Regions from separate parts of the Mus musculus genome. Here region 1 is linked to region 2. Evidence: chromatin contacts called from public Hi-C data. All regions are on one chromosome and are shown on one strand. The core of a region is the stretch at or near the end of the contact, and the rest is flanking DNA. Distances in the headings are between cores, read along the strand shown.

Region 1 (6,129 bases), core at 804-3,303, 75 kb after region 2:
ATAAAATAAAATAATAAACTGATCCTTTTATGAGAGAAGCACTTATGGAGGAAAGGGCAGGTGTCCATGCATTTCTTTCTGCTGAAGGACTAGACCGGAAACCAAACATACTCCTTTTTGGCAGTTTCGAAACTACCTATTTATCCCCTACACCCATCTGAACTGCTCAATGTGAATAAGCAGTTTTGAAAAGAAAACAATGTTCAAATTATGATCCATAACAATAAAATGACCGCCAGGTAGACACTTCCCAGCGAGCCCCCCGTGAATTTCACACAGCTAGCCCGAAATGCCCACAGGGGCAAGTAGGGTGGAGCCACAGGGCCTTGCCAATGGCACATCCTTCCTGTTGCTTTAGAAGACCTTGGGGAACCTCGGACTGTCTCTGGGGCACATTTACCACAAACCTCCGTGTCGATTCACACCAGAATGATGGCAGCGTCCACTCCTCAGGTAAGCATTTCAATGCGCTGTCACAGGAGGAAGCTGGAGCCTCACCTGGATTGGCCCAGTGACAGCATCAGGAGTGCTGAGACCCAGGGTGACCCAGTCCCTGTGCGGTTTTGTTACCTCACTTACACATGACAGGTATTGAACTAGAGTCCTTGGAGAGGACCTTTGTCCTGTGGTTTGGGTAGAACCCAGCATAATGGGGCCACCCCGGAGAAGAAAACATTCTGGCAAAGTTTTTAGAGATTCCTCGTCCTGGTCATCGCGTGCTGTAAATCTTTGGGATAACAGGTGCTAACCTGTGTTGTTTTCATTTGCATCTTACTTCTCAGGGAATGTATCAAAAAGGGTACCAGAGTTAGCTAAGTAAAAACGTTCACAAATAAAATGTAATTGTATCATTATCGACATCAATATCATCTCCATCTCTACCACCATCACCATGTCTCCACCACCACCACCACCACCATCACCATCATCATCATTATCACCGTCCATCATTGCTGTGCTAGATATCAGATGCATGTCTGTAGACCTGTCAGGTGTGTGCTGTTCCATTGAGCTATATCTCAACCCTAGTTATTATTTGGTTAAAGTTGTGTCATTCTTATATTAAGCTTTGTTTCAGAGACTCATTGTTTATTTCAACTAGTAAAGTCACAAGAATGCATTTATTTTATTTTATTAGTAAATACTCTCAAAAATACTCTCAAAAGAAACAGTCTACCATATCTGGCTAAGAAGAGTTCTGTTTTGTATTTGCCTACGGGTAAAAGGATTCGTGTGTATCATATACAAATTATAATTTTTACTATGTTAAAGCAACATTGAGACTTAACAACTTCTGTGAGGCCCTACAATATCTGCGACAGGTGGTATTTTCCAGACATCTTTACTTTCATAAGTTAACCACAGCGACTTCACTCTTGTCCTCCTACTACAAGTTGTTAGTAATCCTCGGATGGAACGGGAAGCTCTAGAGCAGACAAGATCAACACGCCCGCCCGCAGCTCCTTCCCAGCCTCACTCTGTGCTTTCTGTAAGAAGCCTCCCTCCTGCCCCGCCCCCACACGGAACACGGTCTGCTCTGCCGAGAAGGGTATTGTGTGTACATAGGTATAACAAACATTTTTGTAGGACAGAAAGTGCTTTTGGAATTTCAGAAACCCGTGTGAGGCTTCTGAGAGGTAAGTGTTGCCCATGATAAAAATAGTAAGACGGTGGACAACCAGCCCATAAAACTGAACCAAGTCTCACGAGGTTAAACTGCCTCTCCCTTTTAACAAATAATCTGCTCTCATAAAATTAGGCTGATCAGTCTGGGTCCTTTATTTTAAAAGCCAGGACAATCGGAATACTTAGTAGCAAGGAGAAAGGCATACCTTGATCCTGAGCCGTCATGTCTGCCGTGATACTCACAGGAGCACTGAGAAGGGCAGGTACCGTTCACTCCTCCCAGGAAGCTAAGCACAAGGCACAGGCAGGCCGAGAGCCACATAGCTCCAGAGTGGCTCTCTGAACAAAAGGTGAGGGCCTAAACAAGAACATGGGGAAGCTACCACGAATGCCCGCCGCCAGCCACAGGCAGTTAGCATCAGCAGCTTAGCCAGATTAGCCCGAGACCTGAAGTTACTTAACCTTCAAGTGTCTTGCAGGGGATCAATCCACCCAGCCTTTGAATATGGCCTCAACCGAGTAACACACTTACTAAGGGAAGTGAAAAATCAAACCGCCAGGACAATTTCAATAGGCGCCCATGTCTAAATTTGCAGGGAAACCCCGTATCAGGTACCTTTCCCATAGTTGGAACTTTAAAATGTTCCTATAGCTTAAAAACATAACCGGTGTTACAAAGAGCTTGGTATCTTGGCATATGCTAAGATTTTCAGTAGTTTATTTATACAGACATCATTCCTTTTACTTTTTGCATCTTTACCAGAAAAAAAGTGACTTTAATTCAGATTTATGTCCAATAGAGTTACCAGTGGTGCCCCGGACTGCTCATCTCCCCCAAACCAAGTTAAGTGAGCCCTATGCCGTCTCCCTAAGACTCCTCAGCCCACTCCAGGTGTGTCAGAGCTACTGCTCCAGTGAGAACCTGTCCTGAGTCTCTCCCAGATCGCCTCAGTATGCATAAGATGTGCCCAAGAGCGTTCCTTTCTAATGAAGGCAATTGTCTCTGTTCAAAGCTATGTTTAATTCTGGGTCTGGGGTGTCAAAACCCCTACTTAAGGATGAACTGAAGCCTGGGTTTGCAGCTCAGTTGGAGGAGTGCCTGCCTGGCATGGACAAAGCCTGGATCCTATCTCTAGCACCAAACAAAATGGTGTTTTATATGAGTGCCTGTAAGCTCGTCATTTAAGATGTGAAGGCAGGTGGATCAGATGTTCGAAGCCATCTTCAGTCCATAACAAGTCGGATGCCAGTCTGATACATAGACACCATCTGCAGGTGAATGGACGCCAGTCTGATACATGGACACCATCTGCAGGAGAATGGCAGGTGGTCAACTGCCATGTCTTTTAGTAACATTTAGCAAAAAATAATCTTTGAGACATTGTCTTACTATGTAGACCAGGCTGGCTTTGAACTCATAGAGATCTGCCTGTCCTTGCCAGGACTGAAAGCATGCACCGCTACACCCAGCTGCAGAGAATATCTAAGCAATGGAGTCTGGAAAACACTGCTGAATTTAAAAATGTCATATTGCAGCTGTTCAGAGATGACATAATTCATTTGTTCGTCAAATATTTATGGAGAACCTGCCAACTTCCGAACCAAAGACTAGAGGTACGAAGATAAGCAACACAGCGTTGCGGTTCATGAAGAAGTCAAATGATAGAGACAGGTCAGTGAGGACGCACAAGAGAACATCATGTTCAGCCTGGGTAACCAGGCAAAGCTGTCTTGTTGGGTGGCACCTGAGCTCCCTCTCCAGCAAGCAGAGGGAAACAGGAAAGACTGTGCTCTGTGTGTGTGTGTGTGTGTGTGTGTGTGCTGTGTGTATGTGCATGTGTGTGTGTGCTGTGTGTATGTGCATGTTTGTGTGTGCTGTGTGTGTGTGCTGTGTGTATGTGCATGTGTGTGTGTGTGTGCTGTGTGTGTGTGCTGTGTGTATGTGCATGTGTGTGTGTGCTGTGTGTATGTGCATGTGTGTGTGTGCATGTGCTGTGTGTGTGTATATGTGTGTGTGCTGTGTGTGTGTGTATATATGTGTGTGTGCTGTGTGTGCGTATGTGTGTGTATGTATGTGTGCTGTGTGTGTGTATATGTGTGTGTGCTGTGTGTGCGTATGTGTGTGTATGTGTGTGTGCTGTATGTGTGTGCATGCATGTGTATAAAGCTTCAAGAGAACCTCAGAAAAACACAAGCACTTTCTGTTGCTTAGGAATAAGTAGCTGAGCTGAGGTGGCAGAGGAAGGACCTTGGGTGCCCTGCTAAAGAGCCACACAGACTCCAGGCAGCAAAAACAGAAAGGTTAAGCTTCGAGTGGCTCATCAGATCAACAGATTAGTGGGATTTCCTGGTAGCTGTGTAGACAAAGGGTTTAGAGCCAGCAGGAGGGGAGCTGGAGGCTCTAGGTGGGCACTGGTGGTTCTGGTCCCAGTGAGCAGCCATGAGGCCATCCCCGATGTGCGGACAGGACTGTGGATAATACAGTTTTGGGAAACAGAGGAGGGGGAATCACTTGATTCCGTGTAGGCACGATGAAGACTGGATTTAAGGACAACCCCAGGGTTTCTCAGTGCTGGGGATGCAGTGATGGGTAGAAGCTCTGAGCTATTGTGCACCGGAGAGAGAAAATAGGTTGGTGGTAAAACTCTGCTCACTAAGTGACCAAACTGTCTGCATTATCAGGTTTGTGAATATTCTTACCTGGAAGAGCAGGACCGGACCAACTGAGTATAGCAAAACTGTATAGTGATAAGCCACCAAGCTAGTAAGCCCAGTAGCCATAGGGAGCCAGATTCAAAGCTTAGTCAGTCTTATTGTATAAATTAGTTGATTGACATGGTATTAGATATTAGTGCACCACTGAAGTCCTTCATGTTAAAGTGAAGTTATCCCTTGTTTGTTGTTAGGAATAAACTCAAAGCTTTGCACACTAGAGCTCGCTATCAATTCTCTAGGTAATACGGTAAATACTGCCTCAACCATTTAACTGTTCTGTGACTAAGCACAGACCCCTGCTAGATTGTCTCCATAAGCAGCTTAACTGTGTGTGGGGGGGGGGGGAGGGTGAACGAGCACCCAGAGCCCTCCAGGAACACATTTTTAATGTTGCCACTGGAGAATTACAAAATGTGAAAAGTCTCTCTGGGCCATGGTGAGGAGGGCCTTGAACCTTGTGTCTAAGGCAGCCAGACTTCCTTCACAGGTGTGGTAGTAAACTTGACAGTACACACAATCATCTGGAGAACAGATCTATGGGTATGTCTGGGAGCAACTGTCTAGATTGGGGTAACTGAGCCGGAAGGAGGTATCCTCAGGGTGGGTACCACAACCCTGTGTGCTGGGGTCTTAGACTAAAAGGGTAAAGGGAGTGAACACCAGACTTGATGCCATTCGGCTTCCTGTCAGTAGATACCATGTGACCAACTGCACCCCTTGTCCCTAATGTTGAACTCAATTCTCTTCAACCATGACCCAAAATAAGCCCTTCCACCGCTCAGTTGAAGGCTTTTGCCACCGCAGGCTCCTGAAAGTTTGGTCAGAAAGATTTAAAGGGCTGGAAGTGCATCTTTAAACAGTTGGCTGTGGCGTGGTCGGAGTGAGAATGCGCAGAGGATGGAAAGCTAAATCAGGAGGTTGTTATAGCAACTCTCACCATTGTCCACAGGAAGGGAACTGTCTCGGTAAACTAGTAGGTAGGTCTTTAATATGCCGACAAAGGGGTTAAGGAGGCAACTTACAAAGTGTGTGTGTGGGGGGGTGGCAACAGATAAAGATCTATAGTCTGATGAGCACTGAGCGAGATGTGAAAGAAAATGAATTCACGCTACAGTATATAACTCATAGCTTTGAAATATGAAAGAACATTATTATAATATGGAGTGAATGTATACACATCACCAAAGCAATGCAGACCCACACTTGGAGACATCTAGCAACCATAAGGCTCTCTTATATTTCTGTGCAATAACCTTAAGCTGGATAAAGATTCAGATAGAATAATTGATACCCACCCCTACAAAGATATTTGTATTACAGTGTTCCCAATTTTGCATCTATAAAAGAAATCCAGGCTTGGTGGTACACATCTGTAAGCTCCAGAATTGAGATGCTGGTAGCTTCAAGTTTGAGCCCAGCCTGGACTATATAATGAGACCTTGCCTCATAAGAAAGAGTAAAAACTTGAAACGGTTTAGTTGTCTACCTTTCAAACAATGGTATACTGTACTCTGTTTAATAGTCACAGCCATTTAAACGGCAAAGCTTGAGTCTACAAATCCACTCTGAGTGCCTACTTTGTGCCAGACAGAATGAGTCTATGTACTAAAGATAACACAAAGGCAAAAATATAAAAAAGTGCCACTCTGTTCAAACTTAATTCTAATGGCAGACATAGAAAAATATATTGTCAGGAAAATGGTAATTTAGGGGCTAGAGAGATGGCTCCACGGCTAAGACCTTTGGATGCTCTTCCAGAGTCCTGAATTTGGTTCCCACCAGCACCCT
Region 2 (6,607 bases), core at 1,568-4,067:
TTTTCAGACCCAAATGTCAAGAATGAACAACGGTATCATGCAACCTTTTCAAAAGGTTAACAAGAACTTTGTCCATCTTGCTCCCTCCAACATTTGACCAATTTTAATCGTAGACCCTTTGTAAAGAGCTTCAGAACTTCTGTAAAGTGCTTTAGAAGTACAGAAGTAAGCCTATGGGTGAGTGAATTTTTTTTTCCAGAATGCTAGAGACCTGGGAAGAGATGAAGGTAAAGACTGAAGATTGGGGGTGGGTGTGGAGACATGGACCTTTAACCCCAGCACGCTGGAGTCGGAAGCAAAGATAAGAGTGTGTCTAGCGAGACCCTATCTTTCAAAAAAAAAAAAAAATTCGGCATTGTCAAAAGATCAAATTTGAATGAATTTAGCTAAATGACTTCTTCGTCTTTTATTATCAATCCATAAATCGAGCAGCAGTGAATCTAAGCCTCCAGAGGTACTGTGCTGCGGGAGGCCCAACAACTGGCCTTAGTGGAAGGGGGAAATGGCAATGTGAAGAACAGCTTGGGTGGCATCAGGGACTCCCCTTGTCGGAGTTAAAACAGCGCGACTGCTGGGGAAATTGAACTGTGGGGGACTTGGCTATCTCTGGTCTCTCTCCTGATTGCTCAGGTTAGATAAACAATCGGTCACGTGGAACATCATTTACAGTTGGGTCTGTCCAGGATCTAGGGCAGGTTTGCACTCAGCCTAAGCCAGTGACCTCCTGTGCATTCATACATCTTTATTCAAAGACACATAGAAAAGGGAACCCCAGGTGTCTACCTATTACAGAATCTAGAGGGATTCTGATGCCACAGTATTCAAAATATACTTTTAGAAACTCTAGCCTAGTGTACCACATGTCAGTTGCAGGTAACTACTTTTAACTAATCTGTCTTATATTCTTAAATATTTCTAATTTATTCTTTCAAATAATTAAATGCACAATCTTGCCAACAAGCAATACAATTTCAACAACACTTATTGGATATGTTGAGTTGCAGTGGGTGCTATTTTGGAGATTAATTCTAAAATTTTGTTTATTCTCTGTGGTTTTATGTCAGTTATACACACATATTATTCATATTTCTGTGCTTCACTTAAGCTTTCAAAAATTAGGATACAAGCAAAATTAGGGGGCTGAGGGTGTAGATCGCTGGTGGCGTTCTTGCCTAACTTGCAGAAAGCCCTGGGCTTAATCCCCAGCACAGCACAACACTGGGCACAGCACACAGCAGTATACGCTTATAATCTGTACCCAGAAGGCAGAGGCAGAAGGAGAATAGTTGCAGTTCATCTTCAGCTATGTAGTAAGTTTAAAACCAGTCTGGGGTACAAGTCCTTGTCAAAAGGAAAGAGAGAGGGGGAGAAGGAGGAGGATTGTGAGGAGGAGGAAGAGGAGGAGGAAGAAGAAGAGGAGGAGGAGGAGGAAATTAACTGTCAAGCAAAGTTAAAAATAAAAGGCCTCTAATAAAAGTGAAGGAAGAAAATTAGAAATGTATAGTTATTGGCAACAAAATATAGTCATTCCAACTTTAAAAAAATCAAAGCATAAAGCATGTGTAAGTTTTGTAACTTTACAAGTGAACACTATAGTCCAGAGGAGTCTGCATCGGCCTCTTAATGGCACCAAAACGCCACCACTTCCCTAAGGTAGAAAGAAGACAATGCTCCCTATAAATAACTCCTTATAAACATCTTTTCAAGTCCAGCGTGGTAGATAATTATAGGATTAAGAACCATGAAAACCAAGTTCTGTTTCTGTCTTTTACAACAAATCACTTCATATCTTTGACCTTCGATTCCAATCCATGAAATAGAATCATTGAAATAGATACTCTCTGACACACCGATCTCTCTATTTTAAATCTATTTCTGGAATGGCAAGGATCAGACTCAGGGCTTTGTAACACTAGACACGCGCTCTACCACTGAACTACACCCCCAGGTCATTTCCCCCCTTCCCAAACAGGGTCTTGCTCGATAATCCAACCTGGCCTCAAATGTTCCGTCCTCATGCTTTGTCTCTTGAGTGTTGGGATGATTGGTGTGAACCACAACACCCAGCTCTTCTTTTAGAAAAAGATATGATTTTACAAAGAATTGTTTATAGTAATTCCTCTACATTTAAACCTCAAAGACGTCAAACTTAATGACTGCTTAATATATGGTAATAAAAAAATCAAACTGATTGATGAAGAAAACATTGCAAAAAAAAAAAGAAGAAAAAGAAAACATTGCTCTGTCGGGTAGAAGAGGCATGCTGGATTTTATTCTAGTTCCCTATTGTCTATCATACTTTTAATTTCTATTCTATTGGACCATCATCTGGACCATCATCACCATCGTTACAGTTACATACACATACACACACACATTAAAATTTATCTTAGCTACCTGTTTATAATTGATAAGCGTCTGGGAGTAAGTCATACACTCTATTCATATTTACTGTTTCAATAGAACCTAGAGTAATGCCTTTCACAGTGTGTGTCCAGCAGGTGGTCATTGTACTTGCACCCCTGTTTGGTTGGTCCTTGAATTCCCACTCAACCTTACTGATAAAACTGAGAACCTGATAGCTCTCCTCTGCCCACTGCTGGTGGTTTCCAATGATATTCAGTATTAATATAATCCACTCCCCGATGCTGAACACAGGCGGGGAAAATGATCACTGTTCTGTGACTGTGCTGATCGTGCAACATGAATTCAGATGTTAAACACCTGAAAAGTCATTGCAGGAAGCCGCCCAACACAGGGCTGAGAGCTGTATTTTTGCTAATCTCCTTAAGCTGCCATTCTTTAGCTTCCAAATCAGCCAAAGCTAACACTCAAAATGCCGCTGCTGTCCTCAGGTAACACCCCTCGCAGCCCGTCAGAGGGCTTACTACCCTCCAGATCAACGGAAGCTCCCAATGGTGGAGTTTAATGTCCACAGCCTTCAGCAACTACTAGATACCTGCCAAGCACACAGGCCGAGGTGAGCTGTTCTCCAGTTTAGTAAGTCACATTGTTCCTGGCCCATGGGATTCCCTAGCCTTGTGCCCCCCACCCTATGTGCTTCATGCTCTGTTTGTATCTTAAATTCTGAATTCCGTGTAACATTCACCCCATCGAGAAAACTTTTCTTCTCTTTGTTCAGTCCATTTACCCCAAATGAGGCTTTTTTTTTTTTTTTTTTTTTTTTAGTTTTTGGAAGGAGGGTTTCTCTGTGTAGCCACCACCACCCAACCCCAATGATTCTTACAACTAAGTATTTGGCAGTCCCTAAATATTTAGCACATATCAATAAAAATTAAGAGTACCATTTTTATAAATTAAATTATGATACTTAATGTTTAGAACAAACCCTCAGAATGTTTACAACAAATAGTATTTTATAGATTAAGAATTTTGTCAAGGATCAAATAAGTGTAGAATTGTGACTCAATCTCACACCTTCTGAGTGCTTTTTATATATGGACTCTGTGTGTGCGCTCATGCACGCCTGTGTGCCTGTGTACATACGTACTTAGAATGTTACAGTGTGTTAACCTCTGTAAAACCTACGATCACATTTTGATTCACTTGCTTATTGCCTTTCTTACGTGTAAGTTCTCATAAATAACTGCCTGAGCCTCCTCAAAGGTTCTGCAAAGTATGTAGTATAGATTTGGGGAATGGGCAAGGGGGTTCTCTGTGAATACACACACAGACACACACATACAAAATAAAGACTTGCCGTTTTGTGCTACTGGAATTTTAAACTGTGGTTTAAAAACAAAACAAAACAAAAAGCAATCACCCGAACAGGATTTGGCTACTTGCTATTTTTATCCTTCTGGATTCCTTTTAAGAATTAGAATGGAAAGCAACCAGTGGCTTTGAAGGAGTTGAAAAATAGGTGTTTTGGGGCCGAGGATGAATGGAGCATTTGCTGGTGTGTACTAGTTCCTGTGAGCAGCTGGGAGAACTAGCATTTATGACACCCTCCCTTTCTTATTTTATGCCCATTACTGACAAGCCTGGCCATCCCATACAGTGAAGGTGGGGAAACTGAGGTGTGCATGAGCCTGCTCCCCTGTCCCCTGTGTCCCCAGTCGCACAGTGGCCTTGCATCCCAGGCCTTCAGCGGCAGCATCACCCCAGAAAGAGGAACCTAGTGTTCATCTTTCCTATGCAGACAAGCCTCAGATGAGCTCCTCTGGTGAGAGATACTGCAGGGCAAGTATCAAGAGGCTAGTCACAACCGATAGAAGCATGCCAATCACTTAGAAAGGAAAAGCCATAAAAGATGCTTTGGGTGGTTCTGGGAAACAAACTCTTTCTTCTTCAAACATGCACGTCTGGGAGAGCATCAAGTTTCGAATTTTCATTTCCTATACTAGCTCCTTGGAGCAACGCTATATTTGATATGGAAAGATTCCTCTGTGTATAGGAATTCAAGCAGATAAATGGTAGATAGTGATAGAGGGGATGGCTTCACTCTGAGCTCTTAATTAAAAAAAAAAAATGATGTTAGTGACATAGGCACTAATCAGCAGCGTCTAAAGCCATTGTGCAAAGGGCAGAAGGGAAGTTTATAGATGGTAGACCGAGCTGGCAACTTCTGACCTGCTGGTTAGCCAAAACCTGACCGGGAGCTGGCCCCTGTGTGTCTGTCAATTGGTACAATCGGAGGGGTGCAGTGCCGCCTGCAGGCTTATCCAGGAAGTGTTCCTAAAAAAATACTGGCTCTTAGGCTTCTGGGGCCAATGCTCCAATTCTGAGAACGACAAGGGAGACAAACATGTTAAGCAACACCAAAGGTGTGGAAAATTCAGAAAGTGGACAGCGATCCAGGACAAATGAATTGTTTTCTCGAACAAACACAGGACAAGGAAAAGCTACAGGTTAAATAATCTGAGACCCCATCAGCAGGCATGCGGGAAAAAGCAATGTATGAGCCCTCACAGCAAACAAGGAGCCATAAAGACATAAAGAGCATCTTCAAGTATTTAAAAAGGCATTTCAAATGGCAGCCACTTGGCAACAGGAGAGTCCTGTACTGTGAGGCTGGCTTTGCTTGAGCCAGGGCTTTCTCGCCAGTGGCATGGATCTGTGACACTTGTTAAGATGTGACAGTAGCTATGAGTGACTGAACAATCCATATTTTATTTTAAATGTCTACAAGTAGTAGCTTACAGAATTAAAGAAAGTCAGTGGTGTTTTGTGCATGAAGTCATTGTCAAATCTTTCACACCATTTGGAAGACTGGTTCCCCTACTGGCCAATGAATATGCTTTTGAGACTCATAATCTTAAACCTCAGATCTACATCTAAGGAAAACAGAAGAAAGAAGAAGAACAATAATAAAATTAGACCCTTTGCTAAATAACGCCTGTAAGCAGTCAAAACATAAAGTCTTTAGAAGTTCACCATTAACACACCATAAATAGTGTGCACACAGAAGTTCATTAATACTCCATTGATAGTGTGCACATAGAAGTTCATTAATGCACCATTAATGATGTGCACAAGGAAGTTCATTAATACATCATTGAGAATGTGCACATAGAATTTCATTAGTACACCACTGATAATGTGCACATAGAAGTTCATTAATACACCACTGACAGTGTGCACATAGAAGTTCATTAATGCACCATTGACAGTGTGCACATAGAAGTTCATTAATACACCACTGACAGTGTGCACATAGACGTTCCCACACTGGGTTTAGTGTAATCCTATAAGATCAGGGCAGCAGGGAGAGACCAACTTACCTGGGCTGACACAAATGTGAGTTAAAGTCTTTGTTTGGAATCAGCTAGAAGGAGCTCAGAGTGGGTAGGGCATGGGAAGGCTTTTCTGTGTTTAAAGTGCCTGAAAGGGGAAGTGTGAACTCCGTGGTCTCTTTAACCAGCAGGAGGAGTAAATGGGTAGATGACAGGTTTTCCCAAAACAGTTCACAGAAATCTGTGCTATGACATAAATGACCAATGGAGTGAGAGTCCATGTGGTCAGGGGGGGAGATGCATAGCGTCAATCACCCGCGTCAATCACCCTGAGTTCCAATCCCAACCCCACCACACTGGAAAGCACCCGAGATGTGTTTTTAGTTTCTAAAACAGAACTCAAAGCCCACCCTTGTCCATAAAGTTATCACGAAGTTAGACGACATAATCTAGGGAAAGGCCCCAAGTAGAAAACTCTGGGGACAGTCAATGAGTAGGCCTGCTGCTCTTAGACACAAAGGCAGTGTTCTGAGATATCACCTATCTTGCAAACTGGTTCCTTCTAATTTAGGGGGGAGCACGCCAAGGGTGGAGTCGGGGTGGGGCAGCGTCCACATTTGTTTTTTCCATCACTAGTTAAAATCCTCTTGGCTTTGGAGTAGAGTGGAGAGCTGTATTCCCTGTCTCCATTGCTAAGGAAGTTTAGAGAGACTGGCAGTGACAGCTAAGCATGCTGGGTGCCATGTGATTGGAGAACTTCTCCAAGAACACACTCTCTGCAAATATGTTCTCAGAACTCTGGGGTGCAACCACTAAGTTGGTCAGGAAAGGTGTTCTCGAAGGCAGTGGTGTGGAGCTGTTTCTTGGAGGATAAGAAGAGGGCCAAGGAAGAAAAGGGGAGCGAGTGGAAG

The links. Hi-C and Micro-C count contacts between places; a contact is called where the count stands out from the background.
Region 1: a Hi-C map of rod photoreceptor shows a contact between it and region 2, with 2.2 times the contacts expected there. The contact joins the promoter of Lrit3 here to the enhancer-like site in region 2. A contact is called at or near these places in 3 of 484 Hi-C or Micro-C datasets (the Ba/F3 cell line, nephron progenitors and rod photoreceptor) and 2 of 9 other capture datasets (adipose tissue and liver).

The regions. Positions count from the first base shown.
Region 1 is chr3:129,802,083-129,808,211 of GRCm38.p6, forward strand. Lrit3 (leucine-rich repeat, immunoglobulin-like and transmembrane domains 3) reads right to left here and starts at 2,054. Exons shown (of 4, transcript NM_001287224.2): 1 at 1,833-2,054. The coding sequence starts at 1,948. All of the region lies in intron 2 of Gm36130 (a long non-coding RNA gene), which reads left to right.
Region 2 is chr3:129,725,959-129,732,565 of GRCm38.p6, forward strand. The region is part of intron 5 of Egf (epidermal growth factor); the gene reads right to left. Among named protein-coding and RNA genes, the nearest start is that of 6330410L21Rik, 24 kb to the right of the region's middle. Within about 2 kb of position 2,818, at least 1 of the 459 cell types and tissues checked has an H3K27ac peak or open chromatin away from gene starts, as enhancers often do. A contact at or near this core is called in rod photoreceptor, where this site is marked.